2 separate regions of the Dromaius novaehollandiae genome follow, and region 2 is linked to region 1. The links are chromatin contacts, called in public Hi-C maps. All regions are on one chromosome and are shown on one strand. Each heading gives the region's core, a stretch centred on a gene start, on an enhancer-like site or on the middle of the called end of the contact. The rest is flanking DNA. Distances are from core to core; before and after follow the strand shown.

Region 1 (4,092 bases), core at 497-2,996:
TTGACACCAAAAACATTTCAGTATTCTGAGTTAATGAAGAATATTGGGAAATTATATCTAATCTAGTAGTCATATTTAAACATACACCATCAAGCACAGGAGAATTATGATATAAATGTGCTCTAAATGCTTTGTAATTGTCATGAAACTCTGCTAACAAAATGATCTCGCAAATATTATAGCCTCTAATTTTGAAACCAGAATGCAATAGTTTCGTATCCTTAATTTTTGAAGGTTTTGAAACTCCTGTGGACAAATAATTTACCACTGGAAAATCTAGAGTTTAGCTGCATAGTATGTAAATTGCTTAAACTTGAAGATTTACTAATTAAATTAAAATCTTGTTCAGACTGCAGAAGTTATCAATTTCTGTTCACTAATATAGAATTCCTGATGTAATAATCTTTTTGCTCTTATTTATCATTATGTCTGAATAATTTAACTATGTACAACATTCCTAGAATGCACTGTTTGTATGAGGGTATTATATAAAATAAAGATTGTAAATCTTTAAAGTTTGTAAATACTACGTGCAATAACATCTTCTACTATAAATTAGACTCCTATTAGAAAGGCAGAACAAGGTAGTACAATAACTATTTACAGGATAAGGGCTTTGAATTATAGCATACTACTTGATTAATCACTTACGCACATACTACCATGTTGCTGTTGTCCAGAACTTCCCCTTCGCTTTGTGAAGCTTTTCAACACAGACAGAACATTCAGCCTTCTGTCATTCAACATGCTTTTTCCCGAACTACTGCTACTCTCAGCGTAAAACAAAAAAGTTGGTAATTTCAAGCTTAACACTTACCAAAAGGATTATAATGATTATCAAATACTCAATAAGTATAAATCATAGCAATGTCTTTCTTTCACAAGCTCAGGCCCGCTTAGTTTTAGGTTCACCGAACAACTGGCAGTAACAATATTCATCAAGGGATACAAAGGATAATGCCATATAGTTTCTGCTTCTTCAGAGATGAGCGTATGGAGCTTTACAGCTTTGCAGCTTGCATGCTAACATCGCTTATGTTTCCCCGGGAGACGTTCATGGTCTGTGCTGATCAGCGTGCACTTTTGAAAAACTTACCCGTTGTAAAATTATGCCGCTCTGCAAGCGGGAGTGCCATGGCCGCGGTGAGACGGCAGGGCTGGCACGGTTCAGCGGCTGCACTGGGCCCGGGGGCAGAACAGCAGCAAAAGGAGCAAGGGAAAGGAGCGCATCGGTGGGAGTTAGCCTTCACCAGCCTGTGATTACAACATGCGGCGAGTCGAAGGGATGAATAAAGCAGACCTGCAAGCCAAGGGGCCGGCACAGATTTGGGCAGCAGCTTCGGCCCTAGTCGCCTGTCCCGCGGCTCCTCGAGAGAGCCCTCTCCGCCCCTGCGGCTCGAAGGCGCCGCGCGCCGCCAGCACCCCCAAAGGCTGCCCGCCAGCGCTCGGGGAGGCTGCGGAGGCTGCAGGGGCTGCGCGGGCCGGGCCGGGCCGGGCCGGGCGCCCCCTGCCGGGCGCTCGGCAGCGCGCCCCGCCCCGCCCCCCCCCGCGGCCGGGGCTGGCGCCGCGCCGCGGCGCCCCGCCGGCGCTGACACCAGCCGGCGGCGCGAACAAGTGAATCTTCCCGGGCTGCTCCTGGCGAATCAGCGGCGGCCGGGCTCGCCCCCTCCAGCGGGAAGGAAGCCACAACCCCGGCTTGTCGCGGAGCGCCGCGCGCAGGCCGCGCTCAGCCTAAAATGCCTGCTGGTGCGCCGCCATGCATGCTGGGAGCGGTAGTTTCTTCCCAGCTCTCGCTCCCCGACTGCTGGGGCACAGCGGTGCGGGGCGCCGCCGCCGAAGACTACGACTCCCAGAAGGCCGGTGGGGCCAGCTCCTCAACCTGCCGCTCTGCCGCCTCCAGCGACTACAATCCCCAGCGCGCTCCGCGGCGCGGTAGAGGGGAACGGGAAGGAGAATCCGGTCGGAGAGGGAGCGGGCTGGCGGGCCGCGGTTGCGCAGAGCGCGGCTTCCTGAGTGTCTGGTGGCGGCGGCCATTTTGTGGTGCTTCTTCCTTCTCCTGTTCGGCCTGCGGTGTCGGGACCTGGAGAGGGGGCGAGACGGAGCGAGGGGAGCCGGGGCCCTCACCCTCACCTTCCCTTCTCCTCCCTGCGCGGCGGAGCCCCCCTCCAGCGCTGCCTCCGGCTGTAGCTGAGAGCGGCGCTCACGCACCATTATGGAAGACGACGGGCAGCCCAGGACCCTGTGAGTGGGGAGGGGGCCGTAGGGGAGCTGGGGGGCGCCGGGGGTGGGCGTTCGCCTGGAGCGGGGCCTGGGTGGCGAGGGGCTGCGGGGGCCGTGGAGGAGGGCCGGGCTGGGCCGGCGGGAGCGAGGCGAGGGGGATGCATTCCCGGAGGCGCGCGTGGCCGGGCCGCGATGGGGGCGGGGAGGGTGCCGGCCGGGCGTGCGGAGCGGGGGTGCATGGCGATGTGAGGGGGAAGCGAGCGGCGTCTCCGGAGAGTGGGCTCGGGGAGGCGCGGCGGGCGCGCGGGACCCGGCGGCGCGGGGAGGCTGCCGGCGGGAGGGAGAGGTGTGCAGGATACTTGCGGAGAGAGTGCGTGAGAGGGGTGGGGAGCGGGGTCCAGAGCTGGAAGTGGAGAGGGGATGGGGAGGAGTGGGTGTCGACTGTGGAGCGCAGGGTGATGTTACCTGGGGTGAAGAGGAGACCAGGAAACGTGAGGAAGGCATAGGAGAGCGTAAGTGGGAGCAGGAGAGAGAGGGAGGGTTCAGGCTCGAATCGGGCGGATTCGGTGGGAAGAAAGGGAATGCCGGAGATGCCGTGGTGGTGGCGGTGGAGCGACTCAGGGTTTGTAGTCAGTACCTGGAAGGTTTAGGCGAGGGGGGCTCCTTATTAGAGCTCTGAGGTGAGAGAAGAGTGTTGGGAGCCCTGGTGCTTTGCCTGCGGGCATGAGCTTCTCCTCGGGGTTGTGTGTGTGGCAGAAGAGTGCCCGCTGTGACGCCAGGACAAACGGATCACCCTTCCTCGGATTCCCGTTTATAGTTGTCCTGACATTAACGAAGTTCTTCGTCTTCTCTGTTTGTGGTGGGTGGGATAAAGAACATTGTAAAAGGAGACTCTTCCTCTGTAATGGGCAGAATAGGAATCATTGATTTCCCCCCCCCCCCCTCCAGTATTTTACAGTGTGTTTAAACAACATTCTGTCATGCCCTGGCAGAACAAATAACTGTACCTTGGCCTTGTCAGTATACAGGGTTTAATATCCAAAATAGGGGACTGCTATCTATTTTTTGTTTAAAAAATATAAATTTGAGGGTTTTTTTGTTGCTGCTGAGTTCTTTTCAATTCTGCAGGTATGTTTTTTTTTTTTTTAATGGTATTGATTTATATTGGGAGGAAGCTAGTATGTATGCTTAGGCATTTGAGAGTGTATAACACTGTTCTTGATTATTTTAATTAGTTCATAGATTTTCAGTTTCCAGCTGCCAAGGATGTTACATGCTGCATGAACAGTACAATGTTAAGGCTGTCCATATAAGTCAGGCAGTCTCAACAGTACAGTGTTCAGGCTGCCCATATGAGAAACGCAGCTCAAGGCTGTCCAAATGAAATCTTTGTCCATTTAGTTTTTGGGACAGTAGCTTTCTGAAAGGTTTTCGAGAATAATTTGGGTTGAAGGCCACTTTTGAGAAACAATGGAAACAGAGCAAAATATCTCTGAACTACTTTGTCATTGCCACTACCAAAATGATGACTTGGCATTTAAGGCTTTTCAAGGCAATTTGTGTTTTTTCTCTTTCCTATGTCTGCAAAAGTTCTATTAATTTGTTTATAGTGTAGTATAAGTACCTACTTAGTCTTTGCTCCCTCAAGATGCATAGTTTGAATAAGCATATCTTAAATGATTTTTTTTGTTTTGTATGTTCACTGCCCAAATGGTGTGAGTTTACTTGGCCCTGAAAGTGGAAAGTAGTCTTTGGAGTGTTGCTTTAGAATGAGAAGAGGGAAAAGGGCAAAGGTACACCGTGTTTAACTCAGTTTTATTTTCATGGTTCGTCTGTCTTCCTGATTTGTCCAGAGTCTATATCTAGACCAAG
Region 2 (4,097 bases), core at 687-3,186, 140 kb before region 1:
ACATCTTGGCAACTTGTGAAAGCAAAGGACCATGGAAGTAGAACATTTGAAAGGACTGAGGCCTAACTTGGATACAGTGTGTGGCACATCCTCAGTAAGAGACCTTTGGTATTGAAACTGATTCCTGTTGAAAAACTACGAATCTTCACCTGATCAGCTTAAGTGAGGTGGAGAATACGCGTTCAAAGATTTTTATTACTGAAATTCCATCATCAGGACTTCTCCATGGCTAGCTTCAAAGTTGTAGAGGAAGCTATCACATGAAAGCCACCTTTGCAAAACTGCTTAATAACTTTTTTTTTTTTTAATGAAAAACACTGTGCAGCTGCAACAAGAACTACAAGGACTGCACAAATGGAAGTGGTGCATGTATCAGCTGCCTAGATACCTTATCTAGTTAGAAGCAATATTCTAATATTTTACATTCCCCCAAAAACTAAAAAGGCAGTTCAGTAGATATCCTTTTAAGTAGTGAAAATAAAAAAGTGTTTCTAAGCCATACTTAACAAATATATATCTAAAACTATAGGAATATACTTCATTTATTTCCAGCTACCTTAATACTTACCCTAAGTAAAACACAGTACTGTTGAAATCGAGTCTTGAATTTTGGACTCAATGTGTGCCAATCCAGTGTAATTTAAAAATATCTGATTTCTAGATGTATTTTTACTGGTTAGGGCTTTTAATCTCAGACTGAACACATTTCCAAAAACTCTGACCCTGTATCTGAAATTATCTGAGCATAAGATTTTAAGTTGTACATACGTATGTCTGATGTATGACTGAGGCTTTGTAAGGAAACAGTATTAATCACCATGCCTAAGCTAACAAGGAAATTTGAGGTACCTGCTAATTTTCAGACAAGGAAAAAAGACGACAGAGAGTCCTCTGAAGACTATTTATCCTACAAAACTGAAGTAAATATCACTTTTAAAAGGGAAAATATTAAACAGTCCTCTGCATGGAAGTACTGAAGCAAAATTAATTGCTCAAACAAGTGTGCTAACCCATTAATTGAAAACATGATAAAGACTCTCCCCCTCCCCTCAGGCACAGAACTAAAACCAAACTTTTAAGTCCATGCATGAAAACAGCATATCTGAAGTAGCTTGTCTTCCCTAAAGCGTTAACTCCAACAGCTGGCAGTGAAAACTAGCTCAGAAAACCTTACAGCAAGATGACCATAGTAGAACGAAAACTCAGATCGCACTAGGGAAGGGTTGGGCCAGCGTCAGATTTGACACCTGAAGGAAGCCCACCTTCCTGTTGCTCAGGAGACCGCAGGACACGCAGATCCAAAGACAACTGGGCGAAACAGACGAAGCAAAACAGGGAAAAAAAAGAAAACCCACACCAGAAGAGGAACCGCACCTCTCCTCTCTCCCCGCCGCCCCGAGCCCGGCCGCAGATCGCAGCGGCTGCCCCGCCACTCGGAGCTTCCCGGAAGGCCGCTCCGCGCCCGCGGCCCCCTGACTCGCTCCGGCCCGCAGCGCCGTTACCAGCGCCCGGGCGGGGCCGGGCGGCCCTCCCGGCTCGACCCCGCAGCCCGACGTCGCCCGCCGGGCCCACAGTGGGCCCACAACGGGCCCCCGCGCGGCAGCCCCCGCCACCCCTCCGGCCCCGCGGCCGGCGCCCCTCCCAGCCGCCCCCTTAGCATCCCCCTGCCCTGCCCGGCCCCAGCCCCAGCCCCAGGGCCCGCGTACCCGCTGCGAGGAGAGTGGCGCCCGGCGGCACGGCCGGGGCCTGGCTGACCGGGATGAAGGGCACGGTGAAGTTGAACTCGGTGGCGGAGGAGGAGAAGAGCAGGTTGGTGCCGCCAGCCCCGGGCTTCGCCGCCGCCATGGCTGTGCCGCTTCCACGTCTCTTCCACCGCAGCGGTGCGGCCCCTTCCGCCCTCACCGCTGCCCGCTTCCAACATGGCGGCGGCAGCGGCGGCGCGCGCCCTTCCCCCCCCCGCCCCACGCACGGGTGCGGAGAGGAGGAGGAGGAGAAGGCGGGCGGGCCCGGCCCTGCCCTGGTGCCGCCGCCATTGCCGCGGCCGCCGTGAGAGGAGGAAGAGGAAGAGGAGGAGGAGGAGGAAGAAGAAGGAGAGGGCGGAAGTCGGGCGCCCCCGTGCAGGGCTTGCGGGCGGCAGGGCGCGGCGGCGGCGATAGGGCGCGGGGCAGTCGGCGGCGGCCCCCTGCCCCTCCCTGGGCGAGGCTCGCCCTCGCCATGCCGTGCGTGGCCGACTGGCTCAACAACCCCTTCAGCATCGTGCAGGGCATCTTCGGTGAGCGCTGCCGCCGCGGGGGGCGAGGGGGCGAGGGACCGGGCGGCGGCGGGGAGCCGCCCCGGCTGGCGGCGAAGTGGCCGGGGCCGGTGTCCTCTCAGGAGGCGCCCCTGAGAGGGTGGCGGGCGGCCGGGGGCTTTTGGGCGGCGCGGGCCGGGCTGCCCTCGCCGCGGGGCCGGGCCTCCCTCGGCCGGCGGCGCGGGGCTGCGGGAGGGCGCCTGAGGCGCTTTGGGTGAGCGGCAGCGACGAGGGCAGCTGGCAGCTTCCTCCGCCGCGTGGGGCGGGCGGGGGCCGGCGCCGGCGGCCTGCGGGGCGCTGTGCGGTGGCGCGGGGGCCGCGCACCGCCGCCGTTGCGCCGCGACTTCGGACCTGGGCGGGCGAAACTCAGGCGTGTGTCCAGGGAGAACAGGAGGAAGTCTTAAGTTGCTTTCGGTGTTAGGAGAGCGCCGAATGGATGCCCGATGCGTGATGCTAATACTCCTGTAAACGTGTCCTGTTTTGTAGCACAAAATGACCCAAACTCTGATTGGGAAAAGAAGGTAACTGAATATTTCAGAGAGAAGCTAAAAGAAAATAATGCTACTAACTGGGTAAGCTCGTTTTATTCTTTGAGAGTTATGCCATTCTTAAGCTTCGTTCTTCTTTCCTCTTAATTACTGCAATGACGTGCTTTTGAGAAGTTCTTCCTTTAGAAATAGGCATTCAAGTCTTAGTTTCCTCGTAAGTACGCTTCTGAATTTTAGGCTCAGCCTTTGTAATACATTATTTACATTTCAGTTGCTGTGATGGGTATGTAAAACAAAGATGTGCAACCCTGGCTGAAGCCCTGTCGAAGCCAGGCCCCTTGACTTTCATGTGTTTTTTGCCTTGAGCCATGCCTGCCGAATGCTGCCTGTTTGCGGTACCATCCGGTAGATGGCAGGAGCTGACAAATACTGTTATTTTTGAAAGTGTTAATGCCTGCCCGCTCTACTGTTAGACTGCGGTAAATGTTTGTATACCAACCACGGGTTTCTTAACTGCTGTTTATGAACCCCTTCTCCTGTGATCTTTCACTGCAGTGTTGTAAACTTCACAGGGATTGGAGAAATAACAGCTTCGATTTTTGTGTTTGAGGAAAAAATACCATCTGCTAAAAATATTCCATATTAGGCTGGATCAGGCCAGTTCTTGAAAGTTTAGGAAGGAAGCTATCCTTTATTTTTAAAGTTAAGCATGCACACTTTAGCTCAAAAGGTGTTACTATTCTAAAAGACTATGGGGAAAAATGGCATCGTGGAACACTGTACTAATTGGACTAGGAACTTTCATATCAAATCTCTTCTATTTATGGTTAAAAAACAAGTGAAAATAAATCTTTTTTTTTTCTTTTTTAAATATTTCTGCCAGTGAGAGAGGATTCTTTGTTTGCATTTCAATGACAATTTAAATCATAGTGTAGCAGAACAATTCTGTTCCTCCAGCAGAATTATGTTAAATTTGCAGCACTACTAAGAAATTAAAATAGAAACATTTTCATACTCAATATGTGAGGGAGTATGTGGGTTGGTGGTGGTTTGGGGGGGTAGAGGGTTAAGCCATTTTTGCAGGGCCACTTTTGGTTTCATCGCATTTTAATGTTGGGTGTGTTTTCTCAACCAAGAGTGTATTTTCAAAATCAAAAAGAAACCCTATTCATATAGCAGGTCTCGTTATTTTGATTTATACCACGTTCCTGGACATCTGTTTTCCCTCTGGTTTTCTATTATCCTACAAACATGTGAAAAAGACTCCCCCCAGTGTGAAGGACTTGCAGATTAAGATACAGGGGTTTTTTCCTGTCCTT

Evidence for each region. Hi-C and Micro-C count contacts between places; a contact is called where the count stands out from the background.
Region 2: a Hi-C map of liver shows a contact between it and region 1, with 4 times the contacts expected there. The contact joins the promoter of SEC23IP here to the promoter of TIAL1 in region 1. A contact is called at or near these places in 2 of 4 Hi-C or Micro-C datasets (brain and liver).

What each region holds. Positions count from the first base shown.
Region 1 is chr6:43,043,714-43,047,805 of bDroNov1.hap1, reverse strand. TIAL1 (TIA1 cytotoxic granule associated RNA binding protein like 1) reads left to right here and starts at 1,746. Exons shown (of 14, transcript XR_010389784.1): 1 at 1,746-2,241. It overlaps LOC135328752 (a long non-coding RNA gene), which reads right to left and starts at 1,486. Exons shown (of 2, transcript XR_010389785.1): 1 at 1,097-1,486.
Region 2 is chr6:43,180,003-43,184,099 of bDroNov1.hap1, reverse strand. SEC23IP (SEC23 interacting protein) reads right to left here and starts at 1,936. Exons shown (of 20, transcript XM_026105551.2): 1 at 1,874-1,936; 2 at 1,707-1,872. The coding sequence starts at 1,921. It overlaps MCMBP (minichromosome maintenance complex binding protein), which reads left to right and starts at 1,971. Exons shown (of 15, transcript XM_064514310.1): 1 at 1,971-2,272; 2 at 2,777-2,862. The coding sequence starts at 2,215.